2 separate regions of the Rattus norvegicus genome follow, and region 2 is linked to region 1. A link is a contact called in public Hi-C data. All regions are on one chromosome and are shown on one strand. The core of a region is the stretch at or near the end of the contact, and the rest is flanking DNA. Distances in the headings are between cores, read along the strand shown.

Region 1 (6,027 bases), core at 1,501-4,000:
TTGTAGGATCTCTTAGAGAAAGAGAGCTAGAACTGACCTGAAAACTTCTTCCCTGCCCGTTAGCCTTCACGGTGTTATGCAGGCTTCTCAGGGGAAAAAAGCCACCTGTGGTTTTTCCAGTAGTGGCCCCGACATCCAAAATGTTCTCACTGGTGCAACGGGGTATGAAGGTTATGGGGTAAGCAACTGCTTTCGGATTGGATGTGAGGCACGCTCCGCAGGAGGAATTCACACCCAGTACAGTAAATCTGGTCAAAAGCCCATGGCTTAGGAGATGACAGGCTCTAGAGGAGACCTATGGTTGTTTTACTAAGTTGACGTGTTAAAAAACTGCCTTCTAAGTATTTATAGACTGCCACTGTTGTCAACCCTGACCAGGGAAACTTTGGCTAAAGTGGGCAATGGTTAGAGCAGAGGAGAGTCAATCCCTCAAAGTGCTGAGATTGGCAGTCCAAGTGCTCAGCTTTGAGTGAGATGCCTATATCAATTTCACCAAGGCTGAGGGAACACCGCAGAAGAGAGGATAGGAAGAAGGTAAGATCCGGAGAATGCTGCAAAGACTAAACCCAGACTCCCTAGATCTGATCAGCCAACACACTGGTCCGTAGATGACACTTTCATAGGCTTCAGTGATAAGAAATATTTCTCCAGAAGAAGATCTGGAACCTTCCTCACAGTGCCTGGTAAAAACACTAAGGGGTCCAGAGCAAGAGCATCCAGACAGTTACAGGCATAGCCTACAGGTGTCCCACAGAGTGGAAGAACGGGACAGCAGTGGAACTTTTAAAGGACCAGAGGGCTCAGAAACCACCTTCGTGTAAGCTGTAAAAGAGGGATGCTTGAAAGACAACCATTTCCAGCCATGGAGCTCCCTTCCCTGCCCAGGGATTTCAGAATTAAGAAAGGGCTGTGTTTCATTCAGGGTTTGAGAAGAGTTGTCAATCTTGTGGCTGCTCCACCAGCAGGCTCCCCCAGGAGTCAGCTGCAGTGAGGACGGGCTGGCTTCGGTTCCCCATTCACTGAGATCATTGAGACCTACCGCCTCCTTCTAGGTTCTACAGACGAGGAAGGCGGCCCAAAATCCACCATAGGTCCCATTCACCACTGTTAGACACTCTGAATACTGGAGCCATGGTAAAACCGGGATGGATGTTTACAATTTATGATTTATGACATTCTAGGGAATTATGGGAATGAAAAAATACATTGCTGAGCTGGAGATGAGGCTCAGCTGGTTAGAATGCCTAGAATTCAATACCTAGCAGGACCGAAACCAGATATGAAGGCCTTTAAGCCTAGTATGAAGAAGTGGGGGTGGGGGGCAGGAGGACCAGAGGCTCACGGCGATCTTTGGTCACACAGACAGTTCGGAGCCAGTCTGGTTTATATGAGAACCTGTCTAAAACCATGAAATAATAACAAGAAAGTAAGTTGTGGAACTTCTTTGGAATTAAATTGCAAGGCGATTTATAAAATTTCTGGGTATCTTGACTGGAAAGTATCCAGCTAGTACACAGCTGAGGGAAGCCTCTGCCCTGTACACACAGTGACTGGCACTACCTCCATTGTCACCTGACCCATCTACATCCCACTGTTCTTGTTACCTAAGAGGCAGCCACTCTTCCTCTATCGCCCAGCAAATGGTTACTGTATATTCTTCATGCCTGGTACTGTGGGATCTGAATACAATGACAAGATCCCATTTTCCTCCATTTGACTCACAGGACGCTAGAGGGAGCCAAATATGTAAGTTGTCTGTGGATGGTGGGGGGTGGGGGGAGACAGAATTGGTGAGGCGAGAGAAGGAACAAGGCAAATCTCATTCATGGGTCTCAGGTAGTCACATCCTCCCGAAGCCCCTGGGGCTGCCCTGGAGACTCCATTCCAAGAATGAGGAGGTTTTAGTGAGGCACTAAATTGGGTCAGCCCAGAAATGACCTTTTGTCCAATTGTCTGGTTCACACCTGTGCCTGGTGGCACACGCTACACACTCAGGAGAAAAAGAAGTAACAGAAATAACCCTGAGAGTCTATCAAAGATTCCTCAGGAAACAGCACACGCCATCAAAGCCCGAGCTCCCAGCAGAAACACCTGAGCATCATGGTTATTAGAAATAGTCTCTTCTTTATTTCGTATAAAAAGTTTTGAAGTATTTGGGTTGGTAAAAGAAAAGCCACGGTAATATAAAGAGAATTATAGGAAGTTTTAAACAAAAGATGTTGGTTTGGGCGTTTGAGAAGGCAGTTGTGAGATTGCTTCTTGGTTTAATTATCCAGGCGGTCAAAGGTCTGGATCTGGAACTCCTGGAAGTCCTCTGGTATGGTGTCTGCAACAAGAAGGGTGGTGGTTAGGGAGGCTCCTTCCACACTGGAATCACAGCCCACTGCAGGCCACACAGGCCTCCTGTAGGGGGCGCTGTCTGCTCGCCCAAGACTCTCACAGGCTTGCAGCCATTTTCTATTTCAGGTTGCTTTGTTGTACATTGTTGGCTTAAAGCCCAGCGGGGCTTATTCATAGGCCTAGGGAAAATTAGCAGGCAGAGTGCCTTTTCAGTCTGTGATTATGTTTGAGTCTGATGAAAAGAAAGGCTGCCTGTAAATTAAACTGACGGAATTTCTCGCCGAACCCCTAACTCTAAACCATGCAGTTAAATTCTATGGGTTTCAATTTTCAGATTTGGCATGTTAACAGGAAAGCCCGGCTCTGCCTTTCTCTTATGTTATGCAGGGAACATCAGGTTTTAGTGAGCACGTGGTGTGAGCTTCAGGCTTTGGGGAGGATGTGTGTTACAGAAATGAGATCCCGTCCTCTCCTGGCCATTCCCTGTACTGTCTAAGCGTGAAGGCTACCTACCGTTACAGCGGTACTTGAGGTTGGACCAGATGATGTTTTCCTGAGAGAAGCAGAACACGCCCAGTCGGCCTCCGCGCATGGTGGTGTCTATAGTGACCCCGGAGTCAGCCACCAACTCTGAGCCTTCATAAAACCGCACCCTACAGAGAGCACAGGTATCCACGGTGAGGACGTGAGGACGTGGCCCCACTGCTGACTACGTACTCACCTCTTTATTCAGGCGTATTGTTTTCCACTGACTCTAGCTGGTCCCTCCCCAGTGAGATTAGAAGCTCCCCAGGAGTGTCCTCGCCTCCCTAACTTGGTTTTTAATAGGCCCAGCATGGCGTCCAGTGCATAGTTCCTGGATAGGTACTTGCTGGTTCCAAGGGGGTGTTTTTGCTGTCTTCTGGTGTGGCTGTGCCCAAGCATTTCCTATTTGGTTGTAGAGCAATCGATTCTTAGTTCTCTGCACTTTTAGGTTCAGATTGACTTTTCTAAAATTATATACATAGAGAGGTCATATTTTCTGTGGTTTCATTTTGGGACAGAAAAGGTACATTGAGCTCAATCAGGTAAGAACATGGTCACCCCTGTGGGCAGAGTCAGATGACACAAGACCACGGAGAACAGAACGTGAATTAGCTCTCACCACCTTATTTTCACTAGATGCCTCAGCCCATCTGGTGCCTTCCTGCCCTGACTGGCAAACCGTAATCCATACCCCTGAACACACCACACAAGCGCTGGCAAGTCTAGGACCTGAACACTGACTGCATTTCAACAGGAGCACTTGATCAAACAAACTAACAACAGAAACAGTCCTACAGAGAAACAGAGGCCTTCACTCCAGTCGCAGGATGGACAGCTCATGCTGTACACACACTGGGGAACTCAAGCTGGGCTGTGTGATGAGCACTAGTTGAGGCCCAGACACTGAGGCTGCCCTTTTGGAACTTATGACCCAGGAGAGAAGACAGACTGCGAGGGGCTCTTCAGTCAGTGTGTTCTGCACATAAGGAGGGCTCCATGGGGCCGGGAGGAGTCTCGGGATGTCTGGGTACCATCTCTTCTCTGCTGATCCCCCCACCCCACCCCCGCCATCCCTTCCCCCATCAGCTCCTCTCTCACACTTCCCTAAGAGCACACCCAAGGCATGGCGGACTTGGCTCTGCAGCTTGGTCCTACTGTCTAGGGATCAGTTAAGCCTGGTGCCTTTGCCCCACCTGTCTTCTGGAAGTCCTGCCCCGAGGACTCTCAGAGATTGGAACTGCTCAGGGAAGGGGAGATTCTGGTTTGCAGAGTATACTGAGTGCTTCCCTCCCCACCCACAGCAGAAGGGCCCTCAGCCTACCTGATGTAGCCCACCTGGGGCCTATGCTGCAGGAACCAGCGGTAGGACACCTTGTCCTTCCAGCCCACATTCCTGGAGTCCTTCCACAGCAGCCTGACCTGGTCGCTGGTGTCCCCTGTGTGCCACAGGGAGTTTCGGAGATGTTCCCCTGGGCCAGTTTTAGACTTCACGGCCTGGACAAAGACATGAGGAAAGCGTTAGGTCAGGACATGAAGAGCCTCTGTGCTTCAGATGTCTGAGGTAAACATGGAGGTGAGTTCATGCTTACTGCAAGGCTACATAGTTTTGTGCTGGCAAAAGCATAAACCTTCAGTGTCATTTTTACTGAGCTGGCCCCAGCTCTGTGGAACTTAGCAGTGGTTGGTGGCGTTATGCTATTCACCGTACCTTTTTCCTGATATAAGTCTGTGGCTCTATTTGCCTACTGTGGGCTCCCAATAGATGTCACACAGAAGTGTGCTTTCTGTCTTAGTGGGAGTGACAGAAGTAGCTAGTCGTTCATGTACAGCCCATCTCTTTGATTGAACACGTTGGCTAGCTTTTAACATGGTCTGCCTGAGGTATGCCTTAAACCTTCTCTGCCTCTTTGAGCCCACTCAGCCTGACATTTGAAGGCAGACAGGGTTGTCGCTCTAGTCTCCCCGAGTCAAGCATCACCATGACTGTATCCATTTCAGTGACTTTTAGGAGAACTCTAAAGTTAAAGGGAGGTGAAGGGTCCAGAAGCAAGAAGGCATGGGAATCCAAACCATTACCTTGAGCTGAATACCAGGTTCTGCTACTGCACGGAATGGCGTAGCCTGCCAGTATGTCTGCTCTGTCTGTTTCCACATGACCACATAGAAGCTGGAACTGTCTTGGTAACCAAAAATAAAGCCGGCATAGTCGTCATCTGTCTGGGTGTTTACGTGGAAGGTCCCTTCAAAGTCAACTCCATTAAATGCCGTGTACCCTGCGGAGATGAGGTGCAATTAGAAAAAGCTACTCTAACAGCTGGCAGGATTTCTACACACGCAGTCAGAGGCCCAGGACGTACCGACTGCTAGGCCAGGGTCACTGTTCATGGTCTGCACAATCTCCATGCCCTGTGGAGAGAGGGGAGGGAGTTCAGGACTTGAGGGGGCTGAGAGAACGTGGGGCAGCCCAGAACCTCAGGCTCTGAGGTGACTATGTACAATCCAGTCCAGAACAAGCACTGTTCTGTTTGATATTGACTTAAAGGAGGTGCATGTGTGGCAAGAAGTTTTAAAGGAAGATGAGTGTCGTGAGGAAATACTTTTGCTAATACTGTCATATAAGCTGACTTGATAATCCTCAAACCAGGCAGGATGTGACATACATCCTGATGGACACGGTGATAACTAGCTTGTTTTGTCAGTTTAATGCAATGTAGAATCACCTGGGAAGAGACGCCCAATGACAGACTCTAGATTAGGTTGTCCCGTGTACATACCTGTGGGGTAACTGTCTTGATTATGTTAGTTGATGTGGGAAGACTCTGCCCACTGTGGGTGGCACCCTTTGCTGGGTTTGATCTAGGACTACATGAGAAGAGAAAGCAAGCCGGGTACTTGGCATGCACACATGCATTTCTCTCAGCTCATGGCTATGGGAGTGACATGAGGAGCTACTTCAAGTTCCTGCCTTGACTTCCTCCAAACAATGGACTGTAACTTGGAATTGTGAGTGGAATTAAACCCTTCCTCCTCTAAGTTTCTTTGGTCAGAATATTTTGTCACAGCAACAGCAATGAAACGAGGGCCACTGTGGTGTGCTTTGTGACTCTGGAAACTACTAGCCACTTCTGTGCCTTCTTCTTCAGTGGCTTACTTAGGGGCACG
Region 2 (6,936 bases), core at 4,184-6,683, 230 kb after region 1:
CAACAGCCCTAATTTACAGGAATAACCGTGTGTGTGTGTATCTGTGTGGGTGGGTGGGTGGAGAGGCAACTACTTTGACAACATATCCATTTCATAATAGTAGTAGGTTTATCTGCTTAGCGGTTATGACCCTCTCAGCTATGGGCGTTTGGACACATTTACAGTGCAGGGATAAATTTCCTCCTGTAGAATGACAAAGCCAGTTCAGTCAGTCAACAGGGTCTCAAGGGAGGGACTGAGGATTAAAGAGAGAGAGAAAGAAAGAAAAAAACATTATATAGTATGACCGCAGCGAATACTGAAGCAGGCTTATTTCTTTCCAGTCTGCTTTTATATCACTCTAACATGTGAAGAGTAGGGTCAGTTCTAGGTCAAAGACAAAGTAGTGGAAGAGCAGAGAAGGCATAAACAAAGGTCCCAGGATTGCTGAACTCAGGGACTTAACAAGATGATTAAGATACGAAGAACACATTCCTCAGCTGTATCATCTTGAGCCTTGTCCTAGCCCAATGTCAAATTCTTGCCAATATCCTTGAAGTGGCACCAAGAGAAGGCCTAAAATACAAACTTTTAAAAAGTCTGTTGGTTACCCCAATAACAGTCCTGCCACCATTGCTCTGGTATATACATTTTGATGAGAAGGTCAGTATTATAGTATACAGAGTTCAGTTTTGGGTGAAACCATTCATGATCTCTGACACCTTCTTAACCAATAACTCATAAGGACATATCCCATGGTGGGCACTAGAATTTTCATCTAAGCCCTGTCTTCTAGGGAAAGGCATATCAATACATGGCATTTCCTTTCAAAATTCTTTTTTAAAGTATTCTCTAAAATTAGTTTGCCAATTAGGGAACTTATTAAACTGTTCATTTCTGTTCATGATTAGTAGGGTCTAATCATGGTCACGATGGTAGCCTATGCCATGAAAGAAAAACAAAAGAATTTCTTGTCAACACACCTCCTCGAAAAGAATTGCTGCTGCTAATCTTTGGGTGGAAGAGAAATGACATTAGAGGGAGGTTTGAGATGTAACGGCAGAAGGAAACACATATCTATGTTAGTGGAAACAATCCCTCATCAGATTTTAAAGCATCCGTGGCTATTGAAAATAAAAAAAACCCATAAACTATATAGTGGATATGAAGGAAGGCAAATGGACGGATAGAATTCGAAGGGGCTTGTATTTCACTTGAAGTGGTGGAATTGCACCTATTGATAGAGTGTGATGGTTTAGGGATGCACATTGCAACCCCGAGGGCAGCACTGAGCGTTAACAGATAAACTGAAATGAAACACTAACTATCCAAAGATGGGTTAATCAAGCGTCATGCTGAATAGTCACATAATCCAAAAAAAAAAGTAGAAAGTAGAGGAATAAAAGTTGGAACGGAAAACAGAACTCAGGAAATCTACTTTTAACGTAAGGACAAAAGATAAGGCATATACCCTGAGCTGAAAGGGCCATGCTACCAAAGTGGGGTTCAGAGAGGGGAATATTTCAGAGATAGTGAGGGGCATTTCGTAATTCGGGGTTCATTTCAACAAGAAGACACAGCATATTAAAAACACATTCATGAAAAATGCGTGAAAATGGAGGCAAAGGGACCTAAAGAGGAAGTGGACAAATCTCTTACCACAGAGCAGACTGCAACACCCTCAGTTGTTAAAAGGGAAAACAGAGGACTGGAAAGACAGCTCTGTTCCACTCACAAACACCATTCGAAGATGGCAATGGCCGTTCCATCCAGAAGAAACCGGGTGGCTCTGCCAATCGGCCCGAGTACACAGAGGCAAGAAGCTGAGGGGATATCACAAGAAGTTTCTTTCGTGCGTTTCTCCCTGTGAAGTCTGAGGAAGGCAAACACCACAGTGTTGTCAACAAAGACCAACATCAGCAAAGAGTGCCAAGGTGAGCCAATCCCAGAGCACTGAGGGGTATTTATATCCTTTCCAACATCATGTGTCCTCTCAAGTGTCCGCTCCAACAGAACATTGCCTTTCCTAGGCAGCTTCCAGAAAAACACCACATGTCTGTTCTCAGCAAAACATCCTCTCATAAGGCAGTTTCCAGAAAAACACCACATGACACATCTGAGTGTCCAAAGAAACCAGACATTTCTACTTCGCGGGTTCAGTTCTCAGGATCTACCTGGTGGCTCTCAGCCCTCTGTGACTCCAGTAACTCCAGTTCTAGGGGATCCAATGCCCTCTCTTGGTCTCAGCTGGCACCAGGCACACGCACAGTGCACACACATACATAAAAACAAAATACTCATACATAAAATGAAAATAAGTAATTTGAAAGAAAAGAAGAACAGGCAGAAAATTAGCAAAGATTTGGAAGGCCTGAACTCTGTCAGCCATGTTGACTTGAGGGTTTACCTAGAACACTTCCTCAGTCCTAGCACAACAAGCATTCTTGCCAGATGCACAGGAAGCAGTCACAGAGATAGACCACATCTAAATATACTACCACCAAAGCACAGCAATGAATGGTGAAATCACTGGAAAGCTGTTCAGGAACTTTTCAGAGGGTCAAATTCATGCACTAAGTCAAACAGACCAAACCGAACAGACTCAAAACAGACGCTGAGCCTTGCTAAACACAGGAGACCTCGTAGCCAGCCCATGGACAGGTTGATTGATGAGGCTGTAATCAATTAAGTTGTTTTCTATTTCTCACCTTTGTTTTTCTTATAAATGCCACCTGGTCACGTGGCTGGCTGTAGTTCTCGGAACACACTGGGGTTGGAGGTGGGGAGGGGGTGGAAGGATGGGGGAATCAAGTTAGATAGAAGCAAGAAACAGTGCAGTGGCTGAGGGTAACAGCAAGGGCTGTGTACTCAAAACAGCTGGGAAAGGAGGAAATTGAGGACAGGTATGCTTAATATAAAACATTATATGCAAGTCCCAGATCCAGGTGCGATAGTACACACCTTTAACCTGGGACACACCTTCTTCTGGAGACCTACATAAGGACATTGGAAGAAGAAAGAGTCTCTTCTTCACCTGTCTGCCTTTTGGGATTGAGCAACTGCTAGATCCTTGGACTTCCACTCACAGCTGCTGCTGACCATTGTTGGGGGCTACAGACTTTAAGTCACCAACAAATTCCCTTACTATATAAAGACTACCCATAAGTTCTATGACTCTAAAGAACCCAGACTAAGACAAATGTGTACATTTATGGAAATATCATTGGAAATATGGAAATACCTTTAGTATTTTATGTATTGGTTAAAAATATTTAAAGTCCTACACATACACACATACCACAAAACATTCTTTGTTTACAAGAGCTGCCTAATTTGTAAATCCTTCTTGTTTGCTTTGCTCAAAGAAATTCCATGAAATTCAATTAATATAGAAATGTTCCTTTCAGCAAACCAAGGGATAATCTCCAAACGTCATGGGGTTCGTTTGGAAATCAATAACGTAAAGGCTACTGTGTTAAATCATGTGCGAGGTGTCTCCCATCTATCGCTTTTCTTTTCATAGGACTATTTTACAATAAAAAAGAAAACTTGAACTATTTTAAGGTGACCCAAAATGAGAATTTGGTGATATTAGTGGTGACAGTCCCTTCTCATTGATAAAGACCCAGATGAATAGGGCTTCCCACAACTCTGGAAGGACAAGCTTGTCACAACCAACTACAAGACAGAATGAAAGAAACCCTCGTGTGTGCACATTGTGAGACATGAGTCAGGGTTCTGTGTGCTCTGTGACATTTGATCACAGCAATCAAGGATTCAGTTCCACTTCGGGGGATGTAGCAACATTAAAAGAAGATGAGGAAAACCTTTAAGACCCCTGACTTTTCTCCAGCAGCCCCTTCTTGGCATTACTCTTCATTACTCCCTTCTTTTTCAACCCTGCCCATTCCCTCGATTTCAGAATCTCTGACAGAGACTGGACCAAAGGTTATCAGGTACAATGACCAGTGCTGGCTTGGGCCATGGTGCTGTAGGACCTGGTTCTCCTCACAGCCCTGCCCACTTTGGTCAAGCATCACCTAAGATTATTAACAGCCTCCATTACGTGGCCAGAGTAAAACCCCTGACCCAGCTTTGAGAATACGGGCAGAGCAGTCTGAATGCTCAGCCTTATTCCCCTTACCTGTGAAGTATGGGTGATTATCTGCTTCACAGAGGGTGTGAGGTTTTCATAAGATGGACGATACAGAAGGTCCTCATCGGCAACAGAAGAATCTCACAGATGACTCAGTGCTGAAGGGCCTCTAGGGTAGCTGATCCGGAGAGCAGTCTCATACTAGAGGGATGGTGGAGATGGGCAGGGCGCCATCAGAATTTCTGTTCTCCCCTCCATGGGGTGGACTTGGTACCCATAACCTAAGTGCAGAGGACATGGAAACAGGGGGCCCCTGGGGCTGACTGACTATCCCTCAAAGCTTAACTGGTCAAACTCCAGGCCAGTAGGTAAGAGAACCTGCCTTTAGAAGTATTAGGAAGGTGGGTTGTGCCTGAGAAATGACTCTCGCACACACACCCCCTCCCCCTTCCCCGTCCATCCTTCCTCCCTCTCCCCTTCTCCCTCTCTCCCCCTCCCTCCTTTCCTCCCCCCTTCATATGTCACCTATACAAACATATAAAAACTAATGTATTACAGAGGGCACCAATGGATACATATTCAATTCATGTCGATCACTGCTGTTACCTTCATGGAATTCTCAGACATTATTTGAAAGTTAATTAGTTCTAGGAAAGTATTCCATGGCTATAGCTCATCTCCAAGTGACTTGTGAGGATTACATGAACATCAAAGTGCAAAACAATGAGGCCTTTTTCAATCCCTCAAGGGTTTTCAGAGAACGCCTGTCTTATTAGAACAGTCAACTAGAAAGTTTATAAACCAAAGCTGCAGGATCAGTTCCTTCATAAAGCCGCACTAACTCCAAGCCCAAATCACCAGTTGTCACTACCATTCAGCTGCAGGTCTAGCTGTGGCCAGCAGAGGGCAGTGTTGCACACAGACTTTGCCATTTCTTTGGAAGCTCCACTGTCCATAGTTTGGGGTATCCTCCCCCCCCCCTATTTTTTAATCTCCAAACTCTGAAAGAAAAGCCATGGCATTTCAGAGGCGACTGCTTTCCCCCACAGGATCTCATCTGCTTGTGCTGCATTTTGATACCCTGCCTGTTTCTGCTGGCTGCAACAGGCTCGGGTGATGTGGGAAGGCATTCTAAACTAGGAGGGTGGAGATGGGCCTTGCAATACGTGTACCCTGGAAAGTGGGGGCGCCCCCAAGCCCCCACCTCTCCCTAGAATCTGCTTGTGCGGCCACCTACTCTCCTGGTCTTTTCTTGGGTCTCTTTTCACCCACCTTGTTTCTGACGCTGACTCCACGCACTTCTCTCCCACACCATAGCAACCCTGGGACTCCAGTGACCTCCAGTGGTGCCTAATTGAGAGGTGCTTGTGAACATTTTCAGAAGCCCGTGTGTGAGACTCTGGGACACGCCCTGTAAGGAAATGTGTGGCTCTTTCGTGTCTCTCATCTCTTCATAACTCCAGCACCGCCTTCTTTGAAAAGCCTCTCTGGACGGAAAGGGAGAGTCTTGGTGTCCGTGCTCCCCGCGTGGGGTAGCCTGTCTCACCCAGTGACTGGCAGGCTGCATCGGGCCCAGAAAGTTGTTCTTTCCTTCCCCGAAGACTTCTATAGACAACAGCCCCTGGCCTCTGTTTCTGAAACTCCCACTCACCCTCGCATCCACTAGCCATCTGTCTCCCTCCCATATTTCTGACCTTTCAGAGAACAGATGAGTCAGACACCCTGTCTAGAGTCCACAGACATTCGCTTCGTCTTCAGCCTCTCCAGATCATGTGCGCTGGTGACTACATCTAACTTTCTCCTTGAACTTCCTGCCTCGTTTTCTCCAGTGGCCTTGTCTTCAGCCCCACTTCCTCCTTGGAGCAGCATGGCAGTCCTCCTGTGGGCAGCACTGCCCTGGATGTCCCCAGTCCTCCCAGGGGCATCCGGGTCTGTCCTGTTTTAAGCTCCTGGGGTCGTTTTCTCTCCTTGTGACACAAGATGAGTGTGGACCTGGTTCTCAGCATCGGCGCAGAATGACATTTTGACCACAGAGATAAGCTTAGAGGTAGACAGTGAGGGCAGCCATACCATCAGCCAGCTGCAGAGCCAGTGGAATTGGGAGAGAAATTCTCCTTCCTGTTGGAGGAGCTAGAACAGGGGATATTGGTATACAGAAAAGGATGAAAGGAAGAGAGCGTAGACAATAAGTCAAGCCTGGCCTCAGGGTTTTCAATGACACGAATTTATATATTCCTCCCCCACCCCCCCACCCCCCACCCCCACCCCCTGCCCCCCACCCCCACCCCCCACCCTCCCATCCCCCCACCCCGTTTAAAAACCAATTAGAGCTTCCTTATCCAGCTTGCCTGCACCTAGACCTGTTTCCTGTTCAGGGCGGTTGTAGGAGCCGCTGGTAATCCTGTTGTCTCAGGCAGACTGTCGGTGTGGTGTCTCCTGTAGGCGATCAGAGCGATCACTCTGTTCACCGTTGTGCTTACTGTTCTTAGCAATGCCGAAGCTCCGATGGAACCAAAGGCTGCTGCTGTGGTGTTGGAAATTACGGCAACGTAAGGCAGCCGGTTACAAAGGGCCACAAAACTCAGCGGTTTTGGAGGTCCTTTCTGAAGTTCTCTCCTCAGGAACAGCCCACCTCCTTCCCGCTTCTGTCGGTTTGGTGCATCTCATAAGAAGAGCCCCCGAGTCCTGGGCCTCCTTCCCACCACCCGGATTAGAGTGTGACCACTCTCAGTAAATGTCTGCTGTGGAGTTTTGATTTTAGCAATCTGCTTTTCCTCCGGTACACGGGTACACACTGGCCAATGCCAGCATTCAGGAGGCTGAGGCAGGAGGATCTGGAGTTTGTGGCCAACTTTGCGAGA

Evidence for each region. Hi-C and Micro-C count contacts between places; a contact is called where the count stands out from the background.
Region 2: a contact with region 1 is called in a Hi-C map of the A7r5 cell line, with 9 times the contacts expected there. The contact joins two enhancer-like sites. A contact is called at or near these places in 7 of 12 Hi-C or Micro-C datasets (the A7r5 cell line, the Rat2 cell line, Schwann cells and 4 more).

The regions. Positions count from the first base shown.
Region 1 is chr2:25,716,116-25,722,142 of GRCr8, forward strand. It overlaps Thbs4 (thrombospondin 4), which reads right to left. Exons shown (of 22, transcript NM_017133.1): 18 at 5,223-5,271; 19 at 4,942-5,138; 20 at 4,187-4,359; 21 at 2,854-2,993; 22 at 2,104-2,326. The coding sequence ends at 2,265. Among named protein-coding and RNA genes, the nearest start is that of Thbs4, 41 kb to the right of the region's middle. Within about 2 kb of position 2,751, at least 16 of the 93 cell types and tissues checked have an H3K27ac peak or open chromatin away from gene starts, as enhancers often do.
Region 2 is chr2:25,947,433-25,954,368 of GRCr8, forward strand. LOC108349921 (a long non-coding RNA gene) reads right to left here and starts at 1,931. Exons shown (of 4, transcript XR_005500505.2): 1 at 1,639-1,931. Within about 2 kb of position 5,434, at least 9 of the 93 cell types and tissues checked have an H3K27ac peak or open chromatin away from gene starts, as enhancers often do.